Regions from separate parts of the Mus musculus genome. Here regions 2, 3, 4, 5 and 6 are each linked to region 1. The links are chromatin contacts, called in public HiCAR-type, HiChIP or PLAC-seq and capture Hi-C maps. All regions are on one chromosome and are shown on one strand. Each heading gives the region's core, a stretch centred on a gene start, on an enhancer-like site or on the middle of the called end of the contact. The rest is flanking DNA. Distances are from core to core; before and after follow the strand shown.

The links. HiCAR-type assays count read pairs that join an accessible place to other places. HiChIP or PLAC-seq counts read pairs in DNA pulled down with a chosen protein or histone mark. Capture Hi-C pulls out chosen DNA fragments and counts their contacts.
Region 2: a HiCAR-type map of astrocytes shows a contact between it and region 1, with 2.8 times the contacts expected there. The contact joins the promoter of Crmp1 here to the promoter of Stk32b in region 1. A contact is called at or near these places in 16 of 39 promoter capture datasets (the 3T3-L1 cell line, 3T3-L1-derived adipocytes, the SN4741 cell line and 9 more), 1 of 484 Hi-C or Micro-C datasets (muscle stem cells), 8 of 115 datasets of contacts at active chromatin or transcription factors (astrocytes, embryonic basal ganglia, embryonic forebrain and 5 more) and 2 of 9 other capture datasets (embryonic stem cells and pancreatic islet).
Region 3: an H3K4me3 HiChIP or PLAC-seq map of forebrain shows a contact between it and region 1, with 4 times the contacts expected there. The contact joins the enhancer-like site here to the promoter of Stk32b in region 1. A contact is called at or near these places in 5 of 39 promoter capture datasets (embryonic stem cells, liver, maxillary cranial neural crest and 1 more), 8 of 115 datasets of contacts at active chromatin or transcription factors (craniofacial prominence, embryonic basal ganglia, embryonic forebrain and 5 more) and 1 of 9 other capture datasets (embryonic stem cells).
Region 4: a contact with region 1 is called in a capture Hi-C map of embryonic stem cells, with 4 times the contacts expected there. The contact joins the promoter of Nsg1 here to the promoter of Stk32b in region 1. A contact is called at or near these places in 2 of 115 datasets of contacts at active chromatin or transcription factors (embryonic limb bud and stem cell-derived neural progenitor cells) and 1 of 9 other capture datasets (embryonic stem cells).
Region 5: a contact with region 1 is called in an H3K4me3 HiChIP or PLAC-seq map of embryonic stem cells, with 11 times the contacts expected there. The contact joins the promoter of Evc2 here to the promoter of Stk32b in region 1. A contact is called at or near these places in 14 of 39 promoter capture datasets (the 3T3-L1 cell line, embryonic stem cells, frontonasal cranial neural crest and 7 more), 8 of 484 Hi-C or Micro-C datasets (cerebral cortex, cortical neurons, embryonic stem cells and 3 more), 21 of 115 datasets of contacts at active chromatin or transcription factors (SST interneurons, astrocytes, craniofacial prominence and 11 more) and 5 of 9 other capture datasets (adipose tissue, embryonic stem cells, embryonic tail and 2 more).
Region 6: a contact with region 1 is called in an H3K4me3 HiChIP or PLAC-seq map of forebrain, with 3 times the contacts expected there. The contact joins the enhancer-like site here to the promoter of Stk32b in region 1. A contact is called at or near these places in 5 of 39 promoter capture datasets (the 3T3-L1 cell line, embryonic stem cells, frontonasal cranial neural crest and 2 more), 2 of 484 Hi-C or Micro-C datasets (cortical neurons and embryonic stem cells), 3 of 115 datasets of contacts at active chromatin or transcription factors (embryonic forebrain, forebrain and stem cell-derived neural progenitor cells) and 3 of 9 other capture datasets (embryonic stem cells, embryonic tail and embryonic trunk).

Annotation. Positions count from the first base shown.
Region 1 is chr5:37,715,492-37,718,746 of GRCm38.p6, reverse strand. It overlaps Stk32b (serine/threonine kinase 32B), which reads left to right and starts at 1,594. Exons shown (of 12, transcript NM_022416.2): 1 at 1,594-2,012. The coding sequence starts at 1,961.
Region 2 is chr5:37,240,310-37,243,564 of GRCm38.p6, reverse strand. Crmp1 (collapsin response mediator protein 1) reads right to left here and starts at 1,507. Exons shown (of 14, transcript NM_001136058.2): 1 at 1,040-1,507. The coding sequence starts at 1,420.
Region 3 is chr5:37,260,245-37,263,499 of GRCm38.p6, reverse strand. All of the region lies in intron 1 of Crmp1 (collapsin response mediator protein 1), which reads right to left. Among named protein-coding and RNA genes, the nearest start is that of Crmp1, 20 kb to the right of the region's middle. Within about 2 kb of position 1,584, at least 12 of the 459 cell types and tissues checked have an H3K27ac peak or open chromatin away from gene starts, as enhancers often do. A contact at or near this core is called in forebrain, where this site is marked.
Region 4 is chr5:38,157,952-38,161,206 of GRCm38.p6, reverse strand. It overlaps Nsg1 (neuron specific gene family member 1), which reads left to right and starts at 1,464. Exons shown (of 5, transcript NM_010942.4): 1 at 1,464-1,816; 2 at 2,176-2,330. The coding sequence starts at 2,202.
Region 5 is chr5:37,336,790-37,340,044 of GRCm38.p6, reverse strand. Evc2 (EvC ciliary complex subunit 2) reads right to left here and starts at 1,567. Exons shown (of 20, transcript NM_145920.3): 1 at 1,318-1,567. The coding sequence starts at 1,497. It overlaps Evc (EvC ciliary complex subunit 1), which reads left to right and starts at 3,164. Exons shown (of 21, transcript NM_021292.2): 1 at 3,164-3,255. The coding sequence starts at 3,252.
Region 6 is chr5:38,088,888-38,092,142 of GRCm38.p6, reverse strand. The region is part of intron 1 of Stx18 (syntaxin 18); the gene reads right to left. Among named protein-coding and RNA genes, the nearest start is that of Stx18, 51 kb to the right of the region's middle. Within about 2 kb of position 1,607, at least 13 of the 459 cell types and tissues checked have an H3K27ac peak or open chromatin away from gene starts, as enhancers often do. A contact at or near this core is called in forebrain, where this site is marked.

The DNA.
Region 1 (3,255 bases), core at 345-2,844:
AGAGGGAGCAGATGTTCAAGGTCGGTCTCTCTGGTCTTCCAGGGAGGGGCAGACAAATGGCTTTCCTATCACCAAGGATCCTGGGAACCTTTCTAACAGCAAAATCACAGAGACCATCTTTGCTGATATGGCTATTACTTTCAAATGCATATCAGCCAAGTATTCTGTGATAATGCTTCAAAACACATAGCTTTCTGTCACAGCTTCTAAGAGCTCCTCCCTCTCTCGCCTGAGCTAGGAGGCAGAAGATGCCCACACAGCAACTCATGATCCAAGGCAACAGCACACACTCATGCCATGCTCACTGTGTTCCAGAGATCACTATCAAGCCCCTTATTCCCCAACATGAGCCCTGAGAAGGTAGATGTGCCATTAGTCCCATTGCTCAAATGGAGGGACTGAGGCCAGAAGAGATTGTACGATTTATTCATACAATAATACCCCTAGAATGGGGTAAAGACTTGGCACTGTCTGAATTTCTCCCACTGACTCTTGAGGTGTTTCCTGTGTTCTGCATTTGGCCATGCTGGATCTGGTGTAGCTTGGCCACACCACTGAAGCTCTTTGGTGCAAGGAGGAACACGTGTGCTTGTCTTTATTAACCTCCCATCAGGCGCTCTTGCTTCTTTTATACATATTACAGCAACCTGGGTATCATCCCATACCACAGAGGAGAACCCCAGGACTGGCACACAAACATCAGGTGTGTGTAGTCTTCTAGATGAGACCAATTGGATGAGAAGCAGTTAAGTCAGTCAGGTGAGGGTGGAGCCGACTCCTTTTTCTCCCCCTTCCTCCCCGTGGAGTCTAAAAGTTGTGTTGGTCAAAAAGGACACGGTGGGGTAGAGGACAGAAGGAAGGGAATAGGTTTGGAAGACCCAAAAAAGAGCCTTAGCTTTCTCACAGTGGCTCCCAGTGCCCAGCAGGTGGCAGGATGTGGCCAGAGATAACCCGACCCTGGGAAGTCTGGGCCAGCAGCCGGTGCTGCCAGGTAATGTCTGCCTCCTGGGGAGTTTGTGCCGCCCACTCTGGCCCCAGCAAGCCTAGGGTCCTTAGGCATCCTGGTCTCTGGAAAGACAATCCCCGTCCCTCCGCCAGCTCCCTCAAGCTCGCCCCAGCTGCTGCAGAAGCCCAGACCCAGATGTGAACCCTGCCCCAATCCGGAGGACCCAGACAGGCAATTTCCAAAAAACGTACTTTTTTTTTTTTTTTTTTTTTTTTTTTTTTTTTTTTTTTAAACATAAACGGCAGCCTCATAGGCCTCAGTTTCTTAATGTACAACGAGAGAGGTTACATATTAGACATCGATTGTCTGGGCCCTCCTTTCACTCATTTAAACATCCCGGAAAACAAAGAAGCCTGTGGCGGAGCCAGTGGGTGAGCGCAGTTCTGAGTCTATACGAACTGTCAAACGCTGCGGGTGGGGAGTCCCGGGAACCCAGCAGCTCCAGGGAGGCCCCTTCCCTCGGAGTCCCCGCCTACCCGACTGTGAAGTGGGGGGCGGTGGCTTCTAACTCTTGGCTGAGATCCGGGTCCACGCCCCCTCCTCCTGCTGCACGCCCTCCCACCCTCCTTTCTCGCCTCTTCCTCCTCCTTTTTCCTCACCACCGTTGTGAGCAGAGCTGCACGGTGGTCTGGGCTCAGGGAGTCCCCGGGTTTCCATCCGTGTATTGTGCGTCATGGAGAGAATCGGGTGAGGGCTCAGGGGGTGCGGTGATCGCAGCGGGGTGACACCCTGGAGGAGGGGTGACCACACGGTCCCCATCCCTGCCCTGCAATCGGCCCCCTCCACACACGCTACAACCCTGGCTGGCTGCTCTCACCCAGGCTGCATCCCAGGGCTCTCATCCTGCACACTGCATCCCAAGAGCATCCTGGATCCCGTATCGCTGTGAGAATCCTGCATCTGACATCCCGAAAGGAGAGGCCGGGCATGTAGTAGCGGCAGTAGCGGCGGAATATGGGCGGGAACCACTCCCACAAGCCCCCAGTGTTTGATGAGAACGAAGAAGGTAAGAGCCTCCCTAACAGGAGCCGCCACTCCCCACATCCCCTGGGCGTCCCTTCCTTTTGCTATCCTTCACTGAGCGCCTGCTGAGTGTAGCGCAAGGGTCTCAGCACAGCCTTGTCAACCTCGCACTGGCTGTGCACCGGCCCAGTGCTAGGCATAGAGCTTCTACTTGGCCACTTCTTAGGCTCTAGTGCTTTTTGGAAGCCCAGATCATGCTGAACCTAGAGTTGGGACAGAAGACTGGGAGAGGAAAAGGGGACTCAAGGTATCACTTGGGGGAGGGGGCGTCACAGGGAAGATCTTGCTTCACAGTAGAGTAGGGGGCGTTGCTCCTGCTCAGCATTCTGGGACTCCAAGGTGGCCTTTAGAACTTGAGGATAACACAGAAGTGGCCTACTGGGTGAAAGTGCACAACGCACAACGTGTGTGTGTGTGGGAGGGGGGGAGAGGGAGAGAGAGAGAGAGAGAGAGAGAGAGAGAGAGAGAGAGAGAGAGAGAGAGACCCCACCTATTTGGTATCAGGACCGCATATTTGGTATCAGGACGGCATAAGGAAACTTTTTGTAGCTGAAGTCAGTGGCTCTGAGGAAGGAGCCCTGCTTGGGGCTAGCTTCTTGGTAGGGAGTATTGTAGGCTATCAACCTTGTATAGATGCCTGGTCTGGAGAGTCCTTGTAGCTAATGGTGGCAGGATTTGGTAAATGGGTATTTGGCTGAGCAAAAGTGTAAGAAGTTTTCTTAGCATTTACTTTCAATATCATGTGTCCTGGGACTCAACCCCTCTGAATCCTCATTTCATCCGTATCTGTGAAGGTTCCTAATCAGGTCGTTGGAAGTTCAATCATTACTCACATGTGGAAAGTGTCTTACAGACACCTGCGTTGGTTAATAACCTACTGTGTGATAACATACACTGGCTTCTCTCTGCCTATCTATCTCCACCGTGCCCCAAATGCTAGGCATCCTGAGCTTTCTTTTATGTCAGCTGCTGTGCTGGGCTTACTCAGTCCTCACAGATCCCAGTGGAACAGGTACTTTTCTTGTGGCTGTTTTGTAGGGGTGGGAGAGAAATCGAGAGAGACAGAGAGAGACAGAGAGACATACACAGAGAGACACACACAGAGAGAGAGAGACACACACACATACACATACACACACACACACACACAGAGAGAGAGAGAGAGAGAGAGAGAGAGAGAGGGGAACACCCCAATCATAGACTAAAACCTGAAAGCTGAGGTCATC
Region 2 (3,255 bases), core at 258-2,757, 480 kb after region 1:
AGGCGACAGAGCCGAAGCAAGAACACCGCCCTCAGACCAGCCCATTTTCTTCAAAACGCCTGTCCAGATTACAGTCCTGTTCAAACTCTTCCTCTGGGTTCACTTTCTCATAGTGTTAACGGAAAGGGCGAATTAATTAATTAAACCGAGAATGATGATAAAACTCCATAGCAAGCATTTATTGATCACTCTCGACCTGATTGAACTTAATTCTTGAAATGAGTCCACAGCTCTCTCTCCCCAGCCAGGGAACTTCTGGAGGGTGGGGCCAGGCTGCCGAGCCAGCCCAGCCCAGAGCTCAAGGGACAGCTTCCCAGAGCTGCTCCAACTTCTGTTTCCCAGACACGTGGCTCTGACCTCACCCACCCTGTCCAGGACTCTTCTGTCTGACCATCCGTATTCCCTGGTAAATTCCAACTTAGGGAAGAAAATCTCTAAAGCCCAAGCCCTGGTCATGTCTTTTCCTGAGGTCCCTCCTCACTTTCGGAAGTCGGGGAGTCCATACGCCTGGGTTCAAATCCCGGGTTCGCCTCCAATTTACACATCCAGGAGTGTCCTGGATGATTTCTTACTGCCCAGCATCTGAACCCTTAACCACATCGTCCCCCCAGGGAGGGGCGGGAGCAGCTGTATGAACAGAGTCATTCCGTGAACCTCTCCCAGAGCCAAGTGCAGCCTAAGCGTCCACGATCACTGGGTGAGCGGATAGATAGATGGAAGAAGACAGAGAATGCTCACCTTTTCACAGAACCCCAGAAGGTGAACGAGGCTTAAATTCACCTTACAGGTCCCTTAGCGGCAGCTGCAGCAACTTACTTCCCCTCTCAGAACCTGGCTTGGCTTTCTGAGGCTATGCTGGCCAACCCTGGCCTATCCTACAACCTCTCTGAACCTCTTGTAGGATGATGTGGGGGAGGGGCCGTAGCAGTCCCCCAGAACCTGGTGGCAGCGGGGCCCCCACACTCGCCCTCGCGCCACCCAAGCCCTGGGTCTCCAAGGGCCCCGCCCCCCACGTCCGGCCCACGTGCCCCGAGGGTACCTGGCCATTGTCCCGGCCGAGTGGCAGGTCGCGGGGCGCAGGACATCGGATGCGCAACGCTGGCGGTCTGTCATCGCGATCGCCTGGCGAACTGACAGCAGAGCCCGAGGGCTCGCTCACATCACTGGCCGTGTCTTCGCTGCCGCCGGGGCACGGCAGGCCCACGGCGTCGGGCCGGCCAGCGCTGCGTGGTGTGCGCGCGGAGCCGCGGCGGCCCACGCTGTAGGCGTCGAAGTCGATGGTCTTGTTCTCGTAGGCGCCCTCCACGGCGGCGAACATGCCGCCGTACTTCTGGCGCGGGGTCTGCGCCGCGCTGCCTGGCCGCGCCAGGTACACCGGCAGGTCGTCCTCCGTGTTCCACGCGCGCCGCCGCTCCGCCATCCCCGTCTCCGGCGGTCAGCTCTCGCCACCGCTGGCTCCGCGCTGAGCGCCTCGGTGCGGGCCCGCGGCGGCCCAAGCGCGACTGCGGTCGGGCAAAGAGGGAGGGAGGAAGGGCCGGGGCGTGGCCCGCGAGGGGCGTGGCCGGGGCGGGGCGGAGCCTACGGTGACCAAGACCAGCGCCACTGCCAGCTACAAAGGACCGTGGAGGCGGGGACAGCGGCCGGGGCGGGGAGGATGGTGACGTGCAGTAGCCGCAGCGCGGAGGGCGGGCGGCCGAGCCGCAGTGCCCTCCACGCACCCGGCTCTCCGCCTCTAGAAGGAGCGCAGGGCGCGGGCAGAGACGGGGTGGGGGCGGTGCGCGGGTGCACAACACACATACACACACGCACGTACACACGGTTAAGCTTCACCTCACAAACAAGAGTTGCACAGACATCAGCATGTCTGTACATGGTACATACACCCAAATCAGGTACCTCCGCGCTCCCTCCAGACAGCTAGCACACCATAGATACACACGCACACGCTCACACACGCTCGCGCGCGCACACCAGAGATTCCCTGTCAGGCAACCCCACGCACCACCAAAAATCATACAAAAATTAAATGATCTTAGATGCACAGTCAGAGGCATACACATCCAACTCCCCATTGGCTCACTCGACACTACTACACTGATTGCCTGATAGGATCTGGCACTAGTGTAGGTGCTGGGCACAGGACTAAGAGTAGAATGAAATCCCTGGTGTCAAGGGCCAGCTTCTAAAAGGTATGATAGAGAATGCAGCCTGCAGCACTCAGGAACAGAGGTTCCTATCCCATAGCAAGGAGGTCATGTTAGCATTACACTCCCAGACACTTGTCACTGAACCAATGACTCACACTCGTGCTGGATACACAGCCCAACAACATCTCAGGGTAAAGAATTTCCACACCACTACCAAAAGCAACCTCACAAAGGCTCCTTCACACACAGGCCTGTAGACTGCTGATAGGGAATTCGTGCACATCCCTACCAGACACGAGGGAAGGAAGAACTCTTGAACAGAACACTTAGGAAACAAATATGCAGGGATAGACACACAGGCAGTAGGCAATGACCCAGACGATAGCCTCCATCTATGGGCAGCTCCCACATCCTGAATACAGCCCACTCCAACTATGCCTGGAGCTTAATGTCTAGACTTGAGGGGCTTCTTTAACCAGGAAGAAGTATGGAGACTTGGGATCCCCTCATTTATTTATGACTTTCTAGCATAGGGGTTATGAGATTCCCTGGGGACCCAGGAATCTCAGCTGTGCTCTCTGGATGGAAGGCTCACAAGCTGCCAGCCCCCTAGGCAGACAAGTCCAAACTGGCAATCAGGATTGCTGGGGAACAGTAGGAAGCCGATTCAGCATCTGTCCCTTCAGTTAGCTTCCCCGGGCTAGGAGCTGTCCTTTCAGCACCCCACCAAAGGTCAGAGAAGTCTGTAGCCAACCTTGGAGAACTCCAGACAGACAGTAAACGTGACTGTTGAGACCTTAACCAGAGGACTCTGCCACATAGGAGGATCTGCGACATCAGCTGACACCTCACGCTCCCTCTGTGATTTAGCCAGTCTGCGCTGCAAGCAGGACGCTTCTGCTGTTGGGTTGAGGAAGCAGGAGAAGCAAACAGCTACCTCTCCATTCCATTTCATGTGGCTGCTCCTGTCTACCTGAGACCTCATGATTATCCAGTGTCAGTGGTCAGTTGGAAAGTTCCTTCCCTCCCCCCTTTATCTATACTTGCACACAGGGGCTAATGCTGAGCACACAGGAAAGTACAAAGTCCTTGTCCTCAGTGTCTATTC
Region 3 (3,255 bases), core at 335-2,834, 460 kb after region 1:
TGGTGTATACTCATTTACTGTTTCTGTGATTTCTCCAACTGTGCCTTAAGCCCCCTTCCTTGAGGAGGGAGAGTCTGACAGAGAACCAGAAGACTCCCGTCTCCTGAAACAGGGCCCTGACAGAACTACCTGGGGGAGAACAGGGAATCTAAGGGGAACCTAGGAAGCTGGCAGTGGATTCAGAGAAAGGAGGCAGGCGTGAAATACTAAATACAATTAGTATGGATCCAGTTAAACTAGAATCTACCAGAACCTTGGGATTCTTAGGACAAGCTGCTGATCCCAAGGACCATGATCCTAATGGTGTCTCTGCCGTGGCAGATGCTGTGAGAGGGGAAGACATGAGCAAGCCCAGCCAAAGATCCCAGCTAAGGAAGCTGTGGCTTGCCGAGCAGAAGCAAATCATAGGGTCTTGAAGTTTGCAGCATCACTCAGACCCTACACGACAGAGACGTCTGAAAGAGCATCACACATTGATTGCCACCTGCCAGGAGAACCTACACATCACACCTGCTTTCTGTTTCCACGGCTCTTACGAGAGCATCTGTCACACGGGCTTTATCCATGTCTAGCTAATGTGTGGCTTGCCCTATTAGATTCTAAGGGGTTGTAGTGATAATACACTGACCAAAACTAGCTCTTTGGTGGGAAGGGTTCACGTTAGCTTCTAGGTCAGAATCCATCACTGAGGGAAGTCAGACCAGAAACTCAAGGCAGGAGCCAAGAGGCAGGAACCATGGAGGAAAGCTATTTATTCACTTGCTCACTGACTTATGTTATGTTCGGCTAGGTTTCTACACATCCCACAATACCTGCCTGGAAATGATACCACCAGCAACAGGCTGGGCCTTCCCACATCAATTATTAAACAAAACTGTCCCCACAGACTTTCCCATGGACCATCTGATGTAGGCAGTTCCTCAACTAAGTTCCCTCTTCTCAGGTGATCCTAGGGTGTATCAACTTGACTGTAAAAACTAACCAGTACAGAACCATTTATTGAAGGAGGGAAGGAAGGAAGGAAGGAAGGGAGGGAGGGAGGGAGGGAGGGAGGGAGGGAGGGAGGGAGGGGGGAGGGAGGAAAATAGATATATTAAGGATAGATGGGTGACATGGAAAAATGAATTATTAGGTGGATGAATGGATGGACAGATCAGAGGAAGGTGGATGGATGTGTGGGTGGAGGTGTGGGTGGGTAGATGGGTGGACAGATGAAAATACTGAAGGATGATGGGCAGATGGGTATCCTGGGATGCCTGAACTTGGCCTTGAAAGATGAATATGTAAAGATAGGGAAAAGAGATGACATCATTTGTTCAAAGGGAAAAATATGGAGCAGCCCCCACTCCCCAGCTGGAATGTCTCTAAAGTTAGAAGTGCAAAATTAGTAGCTCTCCTCCAGTCCAACCTCCTGTCCTGTGCTCCTAATGAAGGAGGCAGAAAGGATGTTGCAACCCCATGAGACCTCAGAGGGCAGTGCAAAGCATCAGACAGAAGAGGACTGGGCCCTGAGTGTCTGGGGCAGCACAGACAAGTGGGAGGTGAGGGTTCTCCAGCACCAGCAGCAGGCAAGCACGCGCCATCCACAGCTGCTGCGCAGCAGGGAGCAGTGTCTGCCTTGTCACATTTAATGGTGGGTTTCTCAGGCACTGCCTGAAAGGAGGCATTTAAATGCAGTGTGCCGGGTCATCCCCAGCCAGCTCTGTTTCCAGAGTCGAAAAGCAGAGCCTGTGCTCAAACACACCCCTCCATCTAACTCCAGATTCTGTATGTGAGAGGGAGGGACCACCAGGAGACAGACACCAAGAAATCTGTAGTGGAAAATGTATACACAGGCAAGAATTGAGGTGTCTGTCTGTCTATCTTCCTTCCTGAAAATGGTTGCTACTCTGTTTTGTAAAAGTCCTCCCCTCTCTGTCTCTCTCTCTCTGTCTGTCTTTCTGTGTCTGTCACCTGCCTCTCTCTGTCTCTGTCTCTTTCTCTGTGTGTCTCTCTCTTTCTATGTGTGTCTCTCTCTCTTTCTGTGTGTGTGTGTGTGTGTGTGTGTGTGTGTGTGTGTGTGTGTGTGTGTGTGTGTTCATTCATGTGGGAGAACACGTGTGCATGTAGATGGTGTGTACACCTGTATGGAGGTCTAGTGTCATCTTCCAGAATTTAGTCTTGCTCTTTTGAGACAGCTTCTCATTGGCTTGGACCTTCCCAGGTAGGCTAACCTGACTGGCCAATGAACCACAGGGATTCGCCTATCTCTGTCTACCCTGTACTGTGATTACAGGCACGCCACCATGTCAGGCTTTTTGTGTGTTTCAGGGACCAAATTCAGGTTCTCCACACCAGCACTTAACAGCTGATCCATCACCTTTCTCTGGTTTTGGTTTGGTTTTGGTTTTGATTTTTTTTTTGGGGGGGGGGTTGTTGTTGTTGTTTTGGTTTGCTTGGTTTGGTTTGGTTTGGTTTGGTTGGTTTTTGGTTGGGTTTTGTTGTTGTTGTTGTTGTTGTTTTGTTTTGTTTTTTTTTTTTTGGTATGGTTTCCAGGAACCAAATTTACTCTTCCACTCCAGCCCTTACCAAGTAAACCATCTTCCCAGTCCTAAACAAGGGTTCTCAGCATCATTGCTGCTAAGCTCCAATTCAGAGACATACAGAAAGTGCCATCATGGGCGAGGGTCCCCAGGTGTGGCAAGTCAGAATATGCCACCCAGCACAGCAGGGAGGCTTCAGTCTCCTCACAAAGCCCTAACCCTGACAGCATGCAGTATGTTATGAAGACTCTGAGGAACTTTGTATATAGCTTCTTCCATGAACGCTTCACACCCCCCATGAACAGGGCAGGTCAATTAAGTGGGGTAATATCCATAGAAGACATCTGGGAAAAGTGTTTTGACAAGTATGTTCTTTCTAACTGATACATGGGATGGTGTGTATCAGACAGATTAAACTCAGGAACATGGGTGGCCCAGCTTTGCACAAGTAGCCAAGGCTCTCACAGATCAGACTCAAGGACTCTCAACTCCCTGTCCACATGGAATCCACCAAACCACACTGTGACACATTTTAAAATATCTTCAGATGTTAGATTTCATGACACCCCATGAGCAGATGAAATTTAGAAATATTATAACTCTGATCCAAGGACCTTGCATTCTAAAACTCCTTTTTCTCATCGTAAAAACTCACATGTGGGGCAGAGGAGATGGCTCAGTCAATAAAGCTGCCTGCCTTGCAAGCTCAAAAACACAAGTTCATCTCCAGAGC
Region 4 (3,255 bases), core at 215-2,714, 440 kb before region 1:
TAGGATACATTTCCATTCTTTTAGAGTTGCTAGTTTGTGGGTCATGTGTTCCAGGAGTGACAGAGTGAATATGCTGTCTCTGCATTCTTCCTACTTGGACATACATCCTCTCCTTGAGCATGCTCCCTTCTCTGACTCTCTGTCACATCTCCGGGTAGGAGCTGAGGCTTTGTCCTTGAAAGGTGGCAGTGTGTCTTGCGCACTTTGTGTTTCTGATGCCCTTCATGGGGTTCAGATACAAGCAAAGAAAACCACACAGAAGTAATGTGCAATCCCCAGGCCAGCAAGTCGCGGCATAACCCTGGCTGTCTAGGGGATAGCCTGATCCTGGGCTGTCTTGGAGGGAGAGGGTGTGATCCTATTGCTCTTGTGAGGATTCTGACTGCAGAGTAGGCTAGTGCCGTGAAAAGGCTGGAGACTGAGATAGAGATAAAGCCTTTCTCTTACACAAACTAGACAGTCTGACTGGTAGGCCCCGTGATGCCTGCAGGCTAGTGCCTGGGTGGTTTCAAACTCCTTTCTCAGCTGCCAAGAGGACAACCTGATGTCAGACAGGTGTCTTCAAGCCCTTCCCTCAGCCTGGAGAAGCCCAGAAAGGCACCCGAGATGAGACTCTGGGCCCTAGTCAGGCTGACCTGACTTGACTCAATGGCATCCGGGACCTTGTCAAGGCCTGGGCAGAGAAACCCGGGCAAACCTCCCCCCACCCCTTTAAAGAAGGGGCCCTCCTGGAGAGTCTGGAATTTGGACCTATATAGGCTGCTGTTGAAGGTTTCTGTTATTCTCCAGGTTTCTCTGGGGAACAGAATGATGGCCGCAGATGATGAGGCGCTGCTCCTCCCGCGCCGGCCCTCAGCCCTACTCCTTTTGTAGCTTCGCTTTCACATCCAAGTAGTCTTCCCTATCCTGCATCCTGCAAACAAGGCCGACTAGAGGTCTGTAAAGTGCAGTGGCCTTCATTAGGGTGGCCGCCTGGGGCACCGGTCAGCCTAGAACCTCATTCTTCCTTTTGGGTCTCTATGCTATCCATGCGGACTGCAGCTGCGGTCGGGAGATTCCCACCTCCCCTTCCGCCTTGACCACTGACAGCTTTGGCTAGTCTGCCTCTTGAGCAGAACTTTGAGCTCTGAACACCTGGCCTCTTGTTCCCACACTCTAGGCATGCATCCCTAGTGGGACAGCACTACCTCACATCCTGCAATCTCCCTCTTTTTATAGGGACCCGCCCTCATTTTCCTTCCCTCTCCCACTTAGCCTCACACTAAGAGCCACCGAGGTGTATCACCTACACTGTCCTCCGAAAATCTTTGTCATCCTTCAGATCTGATTGACAGTGGGCCGGCACCTTGCCTTCATCCACCTTTGGGGCTCCCTGGCTTCCCATTATCTCCTCCTCCCTCCTTCCCTTCCTTCCCCCCAATCTCCCCGCGCTCGGCCGCCGCCCCAGGGTTGCGCAGCCCGCTCGGGTATTCCCTTAGTCGGGCATTGGGAGTCTCAGGTTCTCCTTCCTCCGGTCGGGGAGCGCGCGGGGTCCCCGGGGGACCCCCACTGCAGTCGCGTGCTCCTTTGTGCGACCGATCCGCGCGCGGGCGGCGCTGCGTCAAGGCGGAGGCGCATCCGCGCGGCCCCACGCGCACTCCCGCGCGCGGCCCCCGGGAACGGCAGGAAGGAGGCGGCGCGCGGAGGCGGGAGGCACAGAACCCAATCGCCGATCCCCCGGCCGCGGCGCCGCCTCCGCCATTGCTGTGCGCGGGAGCGGGCGACACTGAGCCTCGGAGCGCGCTTGGAGCCCAGATCTTCCGGAGCCAGGCGTGGGGTGAGTGCGGGTGGCGAACGGGGAGGGCAGAGGAGCATCTCTCAAGCAGAGGGCCGCGGGAGACCTGCAGGAGGCCAGTGCCACCCGACAGGGTACGCGTCCAGAAAGGCTGGGCACGGGTAGCGTCCCCTTACCCGGCCGTGATGCGCCCTGCGGGATGGGAGTCTAGAAATGTTAGTCAATACACAGCCTGAGACTCTGATCTGGCTAGATCGCCGCGTCCCTGCTACCTCTCTGGGGAGATAAGGCGGGGACAGCGACCGCGGAGACAGCGGGTGGGTGTGCGGAGTCCTTCTGGCTGTGCCCCGCCCGGTCGGGCCACGGCTCGCCCTGACCCCCGCGCGGCCCTCCCTCCGCAGGCCGCAGCCTCGTGTCTTTCGCAACCATGGTGAAGTTGGGGAATAATTTCGCAGAGAAGGGCACCAAGCAGCCACTGCTGGAGGATGGCTTCGACACCATTCCTTTGATGACGCCCCTCGATGTCAACCAGCTGCAGTTCCCACCCCCAGATAAGGTATGAGCCCCCCGCGACATTCCCGCGCTGCTGAGTGTGCACCCCTAAATCTTCGGCTGCAACTGAAACAAAAGAAACGCCTTGTGCGCGTGGAGAGGTGGAGGCGGGCTCAGCCAGGAGGAGGAAGGCAGGGAGAGCACAATGTACCCTCGTGATTATGGGTTTGGTGATGCTGGAGACCCCCCTCCCCCGCCTTAGATGACACCTTTGTCTCGGCAAGACTCCTCAGTGGAAGTCCCCCTCTTGATTTGGGGGAGTCTTGTGAGAGCGTTGCTTGTTGGTATGGGGGGTCAGGAGTGATCTTAGGGAGCTAGCTGGTCCTTATGCTTTCCTTGTGCGGGGGTTTCAGCTCCACTTGCCTCACTGGGTGTGTGCTGATTCCTCTTTGTTCCTTTTGTGACATCTCCAGATCTGAGCTCGAGCTTGGCAATGCTAGTGTAACCAGGACCATCTTTATCCTGATGGTATTTTTTTCCCCTGACTTAAAGACTCCTCTCTTAAACACTACATCCAGCGGGGCATCGTTTTCAAGCCATAACGTTTAAAAGCAAATTCTACCCTTAAAGTAGATGACAGCATTACCGCACGCTCATGTAAAGCTACACGCCCTTTATCGACAGTCCCAACACACAAAGGAGCTTGGACACTATTCCTGAATGCTTTACATTTATTGTCTTCATTTCTTTCCCGATAACGAGGCTCTGGCTCCAGGCTCTGTGTTCACTGGGCAGCAGTAGAATGGGGTATAGAAGGGACCTGCTGTGGGTCTTCAGTGGTGGCTCTCAGGGGCTTCTTTCACAAAACCCCAAATTTGGGTTCTTCCCAAGGTGATTTCATCCCCCTAATTTTATTGTCTGGTTTTTTTTCCCCCCCGAGGGTGGGGTGGGGAGATGGCAACATGGGAGCAGAGAAGGGGCTGCCAGCA
Region 5 (3,255 bases), core at 318-2,817, 380 kb after region 1:
AAAAGAAACAGAATCACCCTTAAAGCACTAAGTCTTCGCAACAAGAGTGGCCCTGTGATAATCCTTGGGTCTACAGGTCATGAGTGGGCAGGCAACACTAGAGTCCATTCCAACAGGCCATGCCACTAGCCAGGGCCCTCCTGGGAACTGAAGCTGCATTTTCTCCCAGGGCCATGGTGACAGGAATCAGGGCAGCGGTGAGCACAGATGTGATCGTCAGAATGACTAAGAGAGGCTGTACTTCGTTTCTGCTGCTGTGATGGGACACCCTGACAAAAAGCCGCTTACAGGAGAAAGGGGTTTATTTTTGCTTGTAATTTCAAGTTAGAATCCATTCTGCCTGTAAGCCAAAGGGCAAGAGCTTAAAGCCGCTGGTCACATCACAGCCACATTTCAGAGCAGAGAGCAATAAATGCTTTCAGGCCGAGTACTCAGCTTTCTTTCTCTACTCTTACACAAGTCAAAGCCCCCCTGCCCAGGAAATGGCACTGCCCACAGTGGGCTGGGCCTTCCACATAGAGATAACCCTCCTCCTCCAGCCCAGGCCCTGTCCAACGTGATCTAAGCAATCCCTCACTGAGACAGCCTTCCCAGGTCATCCTAGGGTGGGTCAGGCTGACAGGTAAAGCTGACCAGCAGAAGATACAAATTAAGAGTGGTGGGTGGGCTGACTAGCAGAAGATAAGATACAAATTAAGAGTGGTGGGTGGAACCGAGTGGAAGGGTGGCCAAGAGCCAGAAGTAAGTGATGGCTAAGCCGAAGAGATAGCAGAATGCAGGGAGGAGCGTATGTAAGCCAATCCTGAGAAGAAGGCAGGAGGGCTGGGGGCTAACTTGCAGAGGGGGGCTTATGGGGCACTGGGAACCCTGTGCTTTTCCAATGCTAGAACTACTACAAACGGGGCCAGTGGCCTACTGCAGCCAGTAGACTGGAGGCCAGTTCAAAGCTACCCAGTCTTCCCAGCTCTCTCACCATATTAGCACCCCTACATACATTAACTAACCTAACTAATGTGCATACGGTGGCTTCAGATGACTTGGGTCCCAGTGGCCTGAGAAAGGAAGACATAAAAAGTGATTTGCCCTCAGACATGGAAATGCTAGGGTGCGAATCTGGATCCGAACCCATACAAGCCTATGGCTACCAAGCGTGAGGCTTCACCGATTCTGGAGTTCCGTTGATACAAGTATGTGCAGAACGCACCTAGAAGCACCACCAAGCAAAAAGTTCAGCCTCTCCCTCCACTTGATCTTGTGCCCTACAGGGCAGGACTCTTTCAGAGGATGGAGACAGACACAAGCTCCAGCTCTCCTTACCTGCGAGCTTGCCCAGGGTCCTGCTGGGCCGGGCCGAGATGGTGACCCTGGGCCCAGGGCAGGGAAGGATGGTGGAAGTGCACGCGGACCCGAGCCCAGTACCAGGGCAGCGGCCAGGATATTCCCAGCCAGCACCCACGTGGCTCGTCCCCCAGCGCCCGTGGGGCCCGTCGCCCCCATCTGGTGGCTACAGACCCCACACAGGCCCCGCAGAGTCGCGGAGCTTCCGGACCCCGGGACCGCCCCCGCCGCGGAGCATGCTCAGTGCGAACCGCCTGGAAAGTTTTCTGGAACGCTGGCATCTGGAGTTTGGAGGCCGCAAGCTGCGTAGGAGGGAGCTGCGCAGCTCCTTCGCTTGCTGTGCCTCACTCCAAATCACCCCCGCTACTCTTCTTCCCCAAGGGTGACAAGGGCCTCTACTAATGCCCACTGACTCTCTAGATCTCAGCCCAGTCTTAGCACTAGGAATTCCCAGAGACGCTGTTTGAACCCGACTCTCCTCAGACCACCTCAGCGAGGTTAAAAAACCTCAGGGAAGCATTAGAAAGGTCACAGAAAAAGGAGCAGGGGGAAGTCTCAGCAGAGTACCCACTGTCTGAATCCGGGCTGGGGATCTTGCTGGACCTGCCCAGCCTCTCCAGCAACAATGAAGCCATCACTTGGCCAATGAGTAAGCTGGGGCAGAAAGCTCCCCCAAGGGGTGTTAGGGCTCCCCTGAGTGCCCAGAGGGAGGAGCTGGGGAAGGGGTAGTCTGCCTTCTGGGCTCTAGAGATGTCCCTTATCCAGGGACAGGGTCTTCTGTGAACGGTCCTGCTGGGCAGCTGCCGGAGAGCCTTGTATCAGCCTCTCCACACCTTCAATGACACATCCCTTTCTTGACCTGACCTGGATAAGACCAGGAGTTTGCAGCCCTTAGTGTCCTTAACTAAACCTCTCACATCAGGTACTGCACCCTTGAGAAGTGCCAGGCATCCTGGAGCAGTGTTAAGGCAGTATTAACAAGTGACTTTAGAGGCAAAACATAAGCAGCGTTGATTTTTAATGGATCCTTTCCCTCACCCCACCCTCCACCCTTTTGAGATGAGTCAGGTGATCTGCCTTTGCCTCCTGAATAGCCTGAGTGACCGGGAGATAACAGCTGTACGCCACTACCTGACCTTGTGCGTTTTTTAAAGTCAGGCCTGAGCATCCAACCAACACTACGTTGCAGCATGAAGCTATTGCCAGGAAGATGTTCCAGTTCCCAGGGATACCCCGAGGACAGGAAGGTCCTCTTAACAGGTGTGTGACCTGAAGCCACAGGTGTGAGCAGACAGACATTGCCATCTTCTTCTGAGCTGTCAGATCTTGAATGAGACACTTCCCCTGACAGTTTCTTTGAAGAGGCTGAAGTACTGGCTCCCAATCTGCCCACGTGGAACCATGAAGGATAAAATGAAGAGACGTCAGGATTCTAGAGGGGCCCGAATGTAACATTCGCTCATAAAGAAGAATTTTTCTCGGGGAGAAAGCAGGGTTAAAAGAAGTGTTCAATCAGTTGGGTGCGGAGCATCCCGGAGGGAAGAACGACTTGCCCCAGGAGCGGCGCGGGAATCGGATTGGACAGGCTACAGCAACCTTGAGGTGCTGCTGGAGTTAATCTGGCCGCCAGCTCAGGACTCAGGGCAACCTGAACGCTCAGTGATCACAAAAGAGTAGCTTGCTCCGGAGACTGGGAGGAGGGGTGCTCCTTTGCTCTTGCATGTGGGGTCCTCGGGCTGAAAGGCGCGCCCCGGCTGCGCATGCTCAGTGCACTGTAGGGATGGCCCGGAAAGGCTGAAAGTTTGGGGCGGCGGGTCCAAGCTCCTCCCTCGGCTCGGGTGCAGCGGGAAAGGGTACAGAGGCGCGGACCTGGCCGGCGGCGGGATGCAGCGGGTCACCCGCCTGAGCCCTCCATGA
Region 6 (3,255 bases), core at 358-2,857, 370 kb before region 1:
GTGGCATGCTGGTAAATGCTGACTTAGCTTTTATACACACTTCTCTTTTCAGATTCATCACGAGCTGCCCTGGAGGCCTGCACAGTGGTCCTCACATTCCTCTGCCCAGGAAGCACTAAAGACTCTCACTGACAACATGTCCATCTGTCTGGAGATGTGTGGAAAGGTTAGTTCAGCTTCCCACACAGTCCTGACTAGTACGACAAATGCAAGTCAGAAAGGTGCTCTAGGGCACTTGAAAAGCACAAAGATCAACTCAAGTATGGTTAGACTGCTCACTTGTTTAACAAGCACTGATGGAGTTTGTCCAACCCTGAGTGGTTTGTCCAACCACTCTCAAACACATTTTCTTTCTTGTTCCAAGGGCCCTGCCATTTGCACTGATCACCACTGTTCCCATAGCCAGTTGGGAACACGACCTTTGTAGAAGAAAACTAACACATCTCTGGTCACATACTGAGTATACAGATCTCAAGCTCAAGCTCAGCCCTGAGTCCGTACTGGGCACGGTTTCTCGTTACCACAGCTGCTTCCTCATGGTCTGCCTCTTTCCTGTGCAAGCTGCGTTGTCAAATCTCACTATTAAGTCTGATGGGGAAAAGTATGAGCTGCACAGGCATGGTCTATCACACCTCATGCAAGATTTGGTAAAGCGATTCTTCTGATTGGCCTATGACATGCACTGTGGACCAGGATGGCCTCACCCACAGGAACATGCTTGTCTTTCCTCCAAAAATGAAGGATTAAAGGTGTGGCCACCACTCCTACCTCTTCAATTTAGTCCTTCACACTGACTTGTTTTTGGTTTTTTGTTTGTTTGTTTGTTTTTTGGTGTTGTTGTTTTTTCCTATTCAAGAAGTATAGTGAGTATGAAAATTCTCAGTGAGTTAGCTGCACACCTTTCCCCTGTCCACTAGATGGCAGCATGAACCTTAAAGCAGAAGCAATACCAGTTCATCCAAGACTGCCATTTCCCCCCACGGGCTTTTAAACTTTTCTGGTTCTTTCTTTTAGTTGGAATCAAAGGATTCCTTCAAGTTAATTTTTATGCACTGGCTGAAATTTAAAGGACATTGTTTTACACCTACATGTGTACTCTGGATGAATTTGGAAAGTTTTTACAATATGGTATTGGGCACAAAAGGTGTTTAGAGGAACGTGGCTGCCATCTGACAGTGTGGCGGCAGCTCCAGCTTTGTTTATGTGTCATCTACTCAACAGCTTGGCTATCTGCTCCTCTGTGTGTACTTTGCAAATTATCCAAAGCAAGATAAACTAAAAGTAAAGCCCTGTGCCAAATTGTGAGACTCGTCAGAATGGCTGCTCTATTGATGCTGGGCAGTTCAAAGCAGTAGACAGTGTCTTTTTCTGATCACAGCAGTGGTCTGACTTGTAGCCTTCTCCCCTGCTCAAGATGGTAGGAACTGTGTTCTGCAGGCACACACAATACTACCAACAAAGACTTGATAAAGTTCAGAACACTAAGTACCGATCTGCATAATTTGCCTCTGAAAGAAGCAAGCATTGTTCAAGATTAAAGAGACTCCAGTAGGATCCCCTGGCATACTGTAAAAAGTTCTCTTAACACAAAAGCATTATTTATTTTTCATTCAGTCAGTGAACACAGCTTGCCCTGTCAGTTAGGGTACAGCATGACCAGAAGGGCTGGTGCTGTGGTATGAGAGCTTGCCAGCTTCTGATAAACCAGAGTGAGTTTTCACAAGGATTGGTTCCCAGGCTTAACCTGGGAACTACTAACTTCAGTCTTAACAGAAAAGGAAATGACCACAAATGCCTGAGAAATCACAGACTAGCACGCATCTGGAGTGCATGGACCCCACTGAAGTCACAAAAATTAAGAAGGTTGAGAACCACTGCACTAGAGGCTTCTGGGTGGTTCCTTTACAATCCTCACAGCACCTCTCCTTCCCCCAGGCCGTCTCCTGAGCTTTCGCAGCATGGCTACCATTGAGGACTGCCCTCTGCTTGCACTAAGCTGTATAACCTGCTTCCAGAGTTCAGCCCTTGGCTGGACACTTTCCATTTTGGGTAGACTCATTCCAATCACAACTTTATTCACAAGCCTATAAAATATCCACCCAGGCCCACTCTCTCTACGTTCCAGTTGTCTTCTGGACACTTCACTGGTGCATCAAAGGAAGTATGTCCTGGAAGGACACTAGAGCAACCACTCTACTCTACTCTAGCTCACTCACAGTTGTCCCATCACCCTAAAGACTTGATATTCTCTCTCACTTCCTCTCTCTCAAGTCCCAAGCCAGAAAATCACAGGCCTCCATTATGCCCACCAGTTAAACCATACCTGTGAGTTCTGCCTACTCACCTTGCTAAGTATCTGCTATAGAAGCTGGCCCCTTCCTGCACCTCAGTGCCTGGCTCTTAGCAGGCTCCTGATCATACCCTTGTCTTTCCCATCACTGACCACTCAGTTACTGGGTCCACAGAGGCTCTACCTGTGGCACCATGATTCTCCTCTCTCTGTGTCTTCGAAAATCGTCCTGAGGCCAGCTGACTGAATCTGATCCTCATCGGCTGTGTATGTAAAGTGCTGCCAGTCTGGGTCTGTTCTGGACTCCAACTGAGAACCAGCTTGTTCTACTACAGAATGGCTCCCAGAATTCAATGCATCTTCTACGAAACACACAGGAACCATGTACACCAGACATTACTTTTTCTAGTCTCACCCTTGTAATGTAACTTCCCATAGTCTTGAATGGCAGACAGTAGGGCTGGCTGAACACTGAACAAAGATGAGTAGTGTGTTCTGTGGGAGGGCACAGTGACCTAGAGCTCAGGGAACTAGCAGCTGACTTAACAACTTGAAAGGTATGGCTTCCTTCCTATTAGTAAGCTCCTAGCCCCCAAACAAAACAAATAGCCCCCAGAAAACAAACATGCTGTGTTCTTAGTGTGAATGCAAACCAAAAGGACTCACTGATTGATGTACAGCAGAGGCTGAGCAGCCCGGACAGCATCAACAGCACCAGTCTGAAGCAGCACACACTCACACTCTTTCAGGGCCCAACTTCTTCCTGTTGCTAACTGAACAGAGCCCTTTCCAAGCACACTGCACCGCATCTCTCTGGTGATGGGTAGTGTACTCTGGGTCTCCAAAGCTCAGACACTGCTACTCTGCTACACCTTCCTATTTGCTTAGCAGAAGCTGCAAAGTACCAAAGAATAAAGAAGAAACTGACTGCCTCCTGCCTGGATTCTCAGACCTAGAAAGCTCTG